2 separate regions of the Triticum aestivum genome follow, and region 1 is linked to region 2. A link is a contact called in public Hi-C data. All regions are on one chromosome and are shown on one strand. The core of a region is the stretch at or near the end of the contact, and the rest is flanking DNA. Distances in the headings are between cores, read along the strand shown.

What was found. Hi-C and Micro-C count contacts between places; a contact is called where the count stands out from the background.
Region 1: a Hi-C map of leaf shows a contact between it and region 2, with 5 times the contacts expected there. The contact joins the promoter of LOC123082261 here to the promoter of LOC123086841 in region 2. A contact is called at or near these places in 2 of 5 Hi-C or Micro-C datasets (leaf and an unstated tissue).

What each region holds. Positions count from the first base shown.
Region 1 is chr4A:544,083,716-544,088,154 of IWGSC CS RefSeq v2.1, reverse strand. LOC123082261 reads left to right here and starts at 1,741. Exons shown (of 1, transcript XM_044504631.1): 1 at 1,741-2,985. The coding sequence starts at 1,741. The coding sequence ends at 2,985.
Region 2 is chr4A:543,863,863-543,868,857 of IWGSC CS RefSeq v2.1, reverse strand. LOC123086841 (BTB/POZ domain-containing protein NPY4) reads right to left here and starts at 3,255. Exons shown (of 5, transcript XM_044508660.1): 1 at 3,002-3,255; 2 at 1,286-1,756. The coding sequence starts at 1,347.

The DNA of each region.
Region 1 (4,439 bases), core at 492-2,991, 220 kb before region 2:
ACCTATGCACCACCGGCGTAGTCGAAGGGCATCACCTAGGAGACCAAACCAAGACACTGCACCGTCGATGCAAATCGAAAGGCACCGCACATCCGAGACCGCACAATGCCACAACACCACCTGTGTCGTGGGGCATGGTCGAAAGGGCATGTGAGGCCGAGACGGCGCCACCGCACCTATGTGCCACCGGAGAGGCCGCTGGGCACCGCCTAGCAGAGACACACGAAAGAAGCACTCGAGCACGAACCACAAGAACACCAATGAGGATGAAGCCCTTCAGAAAGGGAAAGACAGCCACCCCCAAGCCACGGCCCTCCCAGGTGGGAGGAAGCCGCATCCATGGCCGCCACAGCGAAGCCATGAACCTCACGTAACTCGACGGACAAGCGCCCACCCAAGCCGACATGAGGACAAGGAGACCCTCCCAACCGCCCCCGGCGGCACCCCGCGTGGAGAGCAAGCCACATCCATGGCAGCCATCTGCACACCAAGGAACCGTCGACCAGCGCAATCGCAACCGGTCAAGAGACAGGAGAAGAGTTGGCCAACGGCGTCGCCCGGCACCTCGCCGACCAATACCACACCGGGAAGCTCCCGGCCACCAGCAAGCACCACCCAAAACTGCCCGCACGCAAAGCCAGTGGGGGAAGCCAGATCTGCAGCAGCGGCGTCAGATCTGCAGCAATGGCGCAGGGACGGGGCGGCCCCCAACTGATCCGGGCCGGACCCGGCCGGATCTAGCCGCGCACGCCGCAGCACCCCCGAGCGGCAGCTGGTCGGGGGGCGAGCCCGATGGAACACCGCCACCTAGGTCCACCCCCCGTGCCGCACAGAGGCCCGCGCCGCCGGCCCATCCCGCATCCAGAGGGGTCCAGGACGACCACGAAGCCCACTGCCCGCGCGAGCCAGAGCACGCCAGGAGCAGCCAAGGTCGTTGCGCACGCACCACCGAACGAGCAGAACGAAGGAACGCGAGAGCCCCACACCACGCGAGGAACGAAGTCCGCCGCCGCCGGGCCTTTGCCCGGCGACGTGTGCCGGCGGCGGCAGGGGAGGGACGGGGTGGAGGGGCCGGCGGGGGTGGCTGCTGGGGGTTCCGCCCGAGCCGCTCCCGAGGAGCGATGCGAGGGTCTGTCTGTAGGAAACCGTTTCACGACTTTAATCAATTTCCAGTGTGTAGCAGGTTGTTTTACTCACCTATTTTGCGTCCCTAAATTTAATCAATTTCCAGCAAAATTTAATCAATTTCCAGCGTGTAGCAAGTTGTCTACTCACCTATTTTGCGACCATATTTACGATGATAAAACTTGGATCCGAGCTACTCTTATTAATATCAGAAAACGTTTTACATTATGGGACGGAGGGAGTACTTCATTATCCTTCACATTCTCAGAGCCAACTTCAAGGTGCCCTCTACGACATAGAGAGACGAGGTCTTGCACGTACGAGTAAAATCTGTTTTTCTAAGCAAATACGTGTTCTCGTTCACTCCTACCGGCCTCCCAGATACTGAAAACTTGGTCAAGCCAAAACTGTCCTCAACCGCCTTCCATTTGTACAGCACCCAAACAATCCAAATTAGCATGAAGCAATTTCTCCTGCCCTCCCTTCTTCATTAGCTCACACTCCTGACAGACTCCACCTTATAAATACCTCAAATGTAGCAGCCTCGCACCTATACTAGCGAACCACAGCAGCAGATCGGCAACCAGGAACCAGCAAACCTTAATTTTTCCATACATGGCGATGAAGCGCAAGTTGTCCCCCACAGAGGCTGACCTCGCCGCGGACGACCACCACCAGCCCGACACCGCCAGCGTCACGACGGCGACAGGGCCGGAACCATGGGCAGCGACGGTCGGCGCCGCGGCGGCTGCACAGCGGGCTCGGAAGCGCTTCGTGGGCGTCCGGCAGCGGCCGTCGGGGCGGTGGGTGGCGGAGATCAAGGACACCATCCAGAAGATCCGGGTGTGGCTCGGCACCTTCGACACCGCCGAGGAGGCTGCCCGCGCCTACGACGAGGCCGCGTGCCTCCTCCGCGGCGCCAACACCCGCACCAACTTCTGGCCCCGCGCAGCCGCCCCCGCGGCCGCCTCGGACGGCCACGGCGGGGCAGGGTTGGCCGAGAACCATGGCCACCTCCACCACCACACGCCGCCGCCATCGGCTCTCCCCTCCAAGGTCACCAACCTCCTCCTCCTCCGCCTCAAGAGAGCGCGCAGCATCAGCGACGAACACCACATTAGTGCAAGTGCCACTGCGCAAGAAGCACTTGGGCAGCAGCAGCAAGACCAAGAGGAGTACGGCGCCGGCAACTTCCACGTCGACGACTTCCTCAGCTACGACTCGAACGTCGACGAGCATGGCGTCGTGAAATACGAGGAGGACTTCCATTGCCCTCGAGACGCGGATGATGAGGAAGAGGATGTGTCCGAGGAGGAGGAAGAAGCGCCTCTGGACTTCGGGTTCATGGACGCGCACCCGTCTCCCCCAGGGGACGTCGGCGACGCGGGGCTTTTCGCACCGTTCGAGATGATGGCGGCGGAGATCGGCGGGGCGGTGGAGGCGGAGGCAGAGGCTTCGGAGTACGGCGGTGGCGAGAACGAGAACTCGGCGGCAATCCACGAGGTGATGAAGAGAATGAAGTACGAGCGGAAGATCTCTGCCTCGCTCTACGCGCTCAGCGGCGTGCCCGAGTGCCTCCGCCTGCGCCTAGGCAACTCCGGCGCCGTCGGCCACGGGCTGGCGCTCTCCGGTCTCAGGGATGCGTGCATGAGGAAGCGGCAGGAACAAAATCAAGAAGCGGTGGTAGATTGCGTTGAGGGAGGCCACGAGGAAAGCTCGAGCAGCAACAGCAGCTCGTCGTCTGAGGTAGCGAGCTGTTCGCCGGAGGCGGTGATCTCGTCGCCGAACGCCGATGCCGTCGACAGCGATGTGGTGATGTGGAGCTCCTTTGACCTGGCTCTCATCTGCTTCATGTCATAATTTCTTCCCTATAAATTAATTCGTGAAAAATTCCCCTGTGTTTTTAAGCGTTTGCACAGTTGATTGGTTCCCAATTTACCAAATTTGGTGTTAATTACTCCCTCCGTTTCAATATTTTTAAGTTTTACCTAAGTCAAGCATCTTTAAGTTTGATCAAATCTATTGATAAATATACCAACATCTACTTTTTTGTGAAAAGGATCAGATCTACAACTTCAAATCAGGTTTATTAGATTTACGGAAATGTTAACGCCCACACGAGTGGGCGTTTGCATCTCGCCCACACGTGTGGATCCGCGTCCATTCGTGAGCGCACGAATCTTGGCATGTTTCTAGTGCCACGTAGGACTGGCATGGTGTGTGGGCGTTCAGCCGGTCGCCCACACGGCCGTTTCACCACATATGAGGGGCTGCTGTGTGGGCGTTCAGCAGTTCGCCCACGCGCCACTTTACACGCACACACAAGGGCTAGTGTGTCGGCATTTGCCATCTCGCTTACACGTCTGTCTCCTCTCCCACACCCAAGCTGCTAGTTGCCATGTGTTTTGCAGTGCACATGGCAACTGCCCCTAGTGTGCTTTATAAGCAGATGGCAACTCTCGTTTTTTTACCCGAGTTTGCCATGTGTTTTGCAGGGTACACGGCAACTGCCTAGTGTGCACGTAAGCAGATGACAACTCTCTTTTATCGAGTTGCCATATGTTTTTGCATGGTACATGGCAACTGTCCTAACGTGCATGTACATGGCAACTGCCCAAACGTGCACGTAAGCAGATGGCAACTCTTCCTTTTTACATGGAAACGGCCCTAGCATGCCTGTGAGCACATGGCAACTCTCTCAACTGCCTAGTGTTAGTATGTGGCAACTCCTAAAATTATGAAATCATGGCAACTACATTAGATCAGACCATACATGGCAATTGTAGTTGAGCAACCATGGCAACTGCAGTTGTCCGACATGGCAACCGTAGTTCAGCGACATGGCAACTGCAGTTAAACGAACATGGACGAGGGTCTGGACCATGGCAACTGCGGGCGCGCGGTGACCGTCACGCATGGCGTGCGGGACCAGGAGGTATGAGGCCTGACATACGGGCGTGTGGGCGTTATCAACTTCGCCCACACGCACGCGTGTGAGAGGAGCGGGAGGGAAAAAAGAGGCGTGTGGGTGCTAGTTGTTTTGCCCACACGTAGGTGTGTGGGCTGTTCCTCTTATACATCACACAAAATGTGTGGGCGGACTCCCTAACGCCCACACGTGTGGCACTTATCGGCGTCCTAGATTTATTCTAAAATATATCTTCATACTATATTCGATATTGCAAGTGTTAATATATTTTTCTATGTATACACATGGAACATGGTAAAAAAAAAGGTTTGTCTTAGGACAAATCTAGAACTTTGAATTTTTTGGAGTGGTGGAAGTGCATTTTTGCATCATATAAAGAGCGATA
Region 2 (4,995 bases), core at 2,006-4,505:
CACAATGATGGCAAAGTAAATCCACAAAAAACAATAAATGGAGAGCTCAAATGAAAAATGAAAAATGAAACAAAATCCCAACCCACTGAATCAGCTAAAAGTAAGACAGCGAGTGACAGACCATTTACCTAAGCAAAGTACCACAAGCAACGCTGGAGAAAGGTGTGGAAAGCAACTTCACATCTAGTCTAGTAGTATTGCGTATGACAAGTAATATAACTAATTGAACTGGCGCAGGACCAATGATTAAATAAATTGTACTCCCTCCGTAAACTAATATAAGAGCATTTAGATCACTATTTTAGTTATCTAAACGCTCTTATATTAGTTTACAGAGGGAGTACATAGCAAGGCAAAGAGAACTTAATTGAGCTCCAAGAATTCAATCTACAAGATGGACCACAAGGTCAATAACTAGCTCAATTATTAAAAATGAACACTAAACAAACTAAGAAAAGCATTGCAATCATTAAATCTGCACATGCCCTCAAAGTACAGAGGAGCTTAAGAACATATGCCACTAGCAGGAATTAAGGAAAAATTAACCTATAAAGAACATCAGTTGGATAGTTAGCCATCCGAATGTCAAGATACGATGCATCACAGCTAGGACTTAGGAGGCATGCTAGGCAACCAATTTTGTGAACATTGTTATAATGAGAAAGCAATCCAATCCGCATGGTAAATCTTTTAAAATTTAGTTGCTAAACATGACACGAATATAATAGCTGTACATATTATATAGATATATACCTATCTAGTTTTACCCAAATATAAAAGGTTTCATAGTGTAAATTTGTAACAGTAATGTCAATACTTCACAATGATTGGACGTTTTGCGCAGATTCCCAAACTCATACTAGTAACTGAAATCAAAGAAATGGCACCGATGGAGCATGCTCACATCCTTTTCTTCCTGTTTACGAAATGGAGCCCAGGAAACTACAGATCAAGGCCAGTATTCCCCACCACAGAGCTAATTAATTGCTGATCGCATATGACCAGTAACCAGTATGATTGGCCCCCTTTAGCGACTTCTTTACTTGGAATTTATTTCAAGAAACAACCAAAACACGATCCCCTCTATTCTGGCAAATTTGCAGAACGAAGACGCATACTAAAGCCAAATCTCTCTCAAGCGAACAGATCTCACAATCCCAACCACAAAATTGTTGCCGTCGTCCAACAGGACTGGTACTAAACTGGAGAGCAAGGACTAGATGAAGTAAAAATGTCAACAGAATCTGAAGAAACTCTGAGGAAGAACAGAAGCAAATCAACTAACCTGATATTGCTGCCCTCTGTCTGAAAGACATCCGGCTTGGAACCAAGCTTCATATGCTTCATTGTGCCACACCGAGAAACAGCCTGCAAATCTCCTCCCCTTTTTGCTTTCTCTCTAGCTCTTCTACTTTCCCCTACCTCACCAGTCACCACCGAATGGGAGCCAAGAAGGAACGCCTTAACAAACCCACAACACTTGACCCATCAACAAAGTACCAAACCGGTGGCCACCATTGAAAGGACAACACCAACAACTGGTGATAAAGATCCACGCCCAACTGTCCCCCTTTGAACCGCGGCAGAGCCCCCACCAAATCAAATCAGGTCAAGAGCCCAAGCAGACCTCCCTCCCTCTAGATGAGTAAACTAGCCGGCAGTTGCATCAAGATCTGGGTCCGGGAGAGCACAACGGCAACAAGGACTCCTCCTCGTCCAAGCTGGATCACACAAGGAGAGGAGTAAGGGGCAGCACCTGCAGAGCACAAGGGCAGCATCTTGAGGTGAGGGGACAGCGGGAATAATCGGTGATGCAATGTTGGGAGACCATGGGAACAAGCACCAGTGAGGGGAGGAATCTTATCTTGGTTAAAATCACAAGCAAGCAACATGAATGGCACAGACAGGTTGCAAGATGAGAATAATTTAAGGGTGTGGCACATGTAGGCAGTCAAACAGTGGTTATAGAATTGCAATCCGTAGACCACTGGTTTGGAGGGGTTGCTTCTCCTCTTGGTTGGCAGCAAGATCGAAATGTGCATAAAGAAATTGACATAATCTGATTTTTCTAGGTAAATTTTGGCTAAGGAGGAAAGACCTTATAATAAATCCGAAATAGGAAAATGGAACATAGGATTATGAAGTTTCTCGTATAAAAAATACCACAAAAACTGTAATACCGGGATTGACAAATAATGGCACATGTCTCAACAAAAAATCACACTTTACCTCGTGCTACAGAAAAAAGAAAGAGAATAATTTGCAATTTACTTTCAGTTAACAAAGAACGCAAGTTCAGTTCAGTAGTGCCTAACAAAGGGAAAGGATGATCAACAGAACCCTTAGAAAAATCTTTTAGAAAATAAACTGCAAACAAATCCGCGACAGAAAAAATGGGTGTATTGGGGACAGACTAAACGTTGGGATTAGATCGGCTGCATGGAATAAATCAATCGAAACGAGTTAGGGATCCGTCACCAGCAAAAGAAATGAATCAGCGGAGGGCGACGAAGATCTTTGTTGCGCGGGGCTGCGGAAGGAGACGCCTGGCGGCGGAGGGGGAAGAGGAAGGCTCCGTCCGATCTCGACGGCCCTAGACAGTGGACCCGGCGAGGAGAATACGCCGCCTCTTCCTCTGCTTCTCATCAGACGGAGGTGGAAGGGAGGGAACCAGTGATGGGAGGAAAGAAAGGCCTTGGTTGGCAGAAACCAACAGAAAAGCGCAGAAGAAAAGGCAGCTTTTTAGGACAGGGGAAACGACCAAACCAACACCAAGAAACATTCCCACCGAACCACCACCACTACTGGATACACTCCTCCAACTCATTGTCGGAGTAGCGTAGAAATAAACACTTCAATAATACACCATTTCATCTCTTATTGGACGGGAAAAATGCGCGGCGGCGTCGAGCTTGCCTGCTGAACTCACGATAGACAGAGAACAAAAATCCAAACCTTGTTTGAAGGGGGAAAAGAAGAACTGGCAGGGGCTTATAATTACCTCACAAAAGTTGTGAGTTGGGTGGATGCGATCAAGCACAACGCTTGAGTTTCTTGGCGTCGATCCGCCGCCCGGCCGCCGCTGGTGAGAGTGTCTTTCTTGCGGAGCGAGCTGAGTTTGGTGGTGCCTGCTTCTGCTGCTGCTGCTCTAACGCAGGGCTAATGGATTTGGTTTTTTATCTTGAGAAAAACTGGTGGGGGGTGCCGGGGTGGGGTGGCAAAGCCTAGTTCATGGGCTCTGCGAATGGACTGTTCTGCCCCTCTAATTGTTCTCTTGCTGCCCCTCCCTTTCTCCACTGGTTCCACACAACTGCGTTTATAATTATAATCCTGTTTTTTTTCTGCTTGTCCTTCTAGTTTTGGTGGATTCTTTTATGCAGTCTCGTTTTCTTGAGAATATATGTGGTCTCATTTTGTGTGTGGGGAGTGTTGCACCGTTCAGGCCAGGCACTTTTTCTCCGGGATGAAAATCAAACATGCTGGTAATCCTTAATCAAGACCGAGGGGTCAGTCAACCCGTTGTATTTTTGGACATTCACAATTTTGAAGCCTGGTGGGAATTTATGTTCAATGACTTCATCTGTGAAACACCTCGGGTACGGGGCGATGATGTGACGCACATCAGAATTGCCCACATCCCCGTACTTGGTGCAGTCTCACTGATCACAGTATTTGGCCTGATAGATGGTCCGAGAAGCTGGGACCTCGGGTGGGGAAGGGCATCTGCTTGAACCACCCATGCCAACTGATGGGGCATTTCTATTGCGTCGTCGGTCCGACGCCTTGGGGCGTGCATGCTTGTACCATGCCTTCAACCGTTAGGGGGAGGTCGGTTTTCGGCATGCTTGTGCAATTTGGCCCACTGGCGCTGGGATGTTGCACTTTCGTCGGCGGTGGCATCGAGGTCTTTCATCAGGTTCTTGTAGTAGCTAGGTGGTGCTTTATTGTTCGTCGTCTGCTTCAACTTGGCCTTGAACACTTCCTAGGCTTGGAAGAGCTCGTTCCAGCGGTCGCCCATATACTCTTGCTCTTCCGAAAGTCTTCACTTCTCGTTTGTTATCTTGTTGGACATGCGGACCAACCTTACCTCAACGCGTCGTGGTTGGGGCTGTTAAGCGACTCTTTGGGATGCCAATGTCCTCGGCACCGAGGTTGTTGTCCGGTTCTTCAGCATTGTCATTGGGATTGGCAATATTGCCCTTGTTGTTATTATTCTCGTTGTTACTGTCGTTGCCGTCACCGCCTCCGCCGTCGTTTGTATTGCCCCCGGGTTGTGTGGAGTATCTACCATATAGATGACGTATGTGGAGGTTGATGTCCACTTGCCAGTGGGTGTGGTGGCCGTCGGTAGGCTGCCCGAAGACTCACAGACCTCCTCGTCCATGTCGTCAACCTTGTCTGAGCCGCTCGTGAGGACCTCGGTCAGATCTTCATCATTAGCGACAAGGTGGGTTGGTCAAAATAATCCGACCTTTCCACGTGACTCCCAGATCCGATCATGGACTGAATGCTGGTCATCTGATATTGTGAGCCTCTAAATCCGATCTAACATCTCAGGAGGGATTTCTCGCATTCTTCTAGGGATCGATCTGACATCGGTGTCAGGGGAGTTTTCCTAAGATTCGATCTGACCTGGATCCGGGCTCTTCACATGGGGCCAGATCCGTTGTCTAGCTTTTCAGGGTGTGTCATAAGATCTTGACTTATGTTCAGATCCGACGAGAGATCCTCACACTTGTCCTGAGCCTGGATCAACATCGACGTGAGGACAGGTGCTTCTTGCCGCTCCTCAATCTAGTTTGACACTCGGCTTGAGAAGACTAGCTCTCCACGTCCGCGTGAGTACGCGGTGTACTCTATGTTGCTGAATCTGACAACCCAGCCTGGAGCAAAGGTCTCGACCTGACCTAGATGATTGGTCGAGTCAGAGAAAGGAGCGACGTTGCCGAAGAAAAAGATTTGGCCCGGTACGAAGGTCATGCCGGTGCCAATATG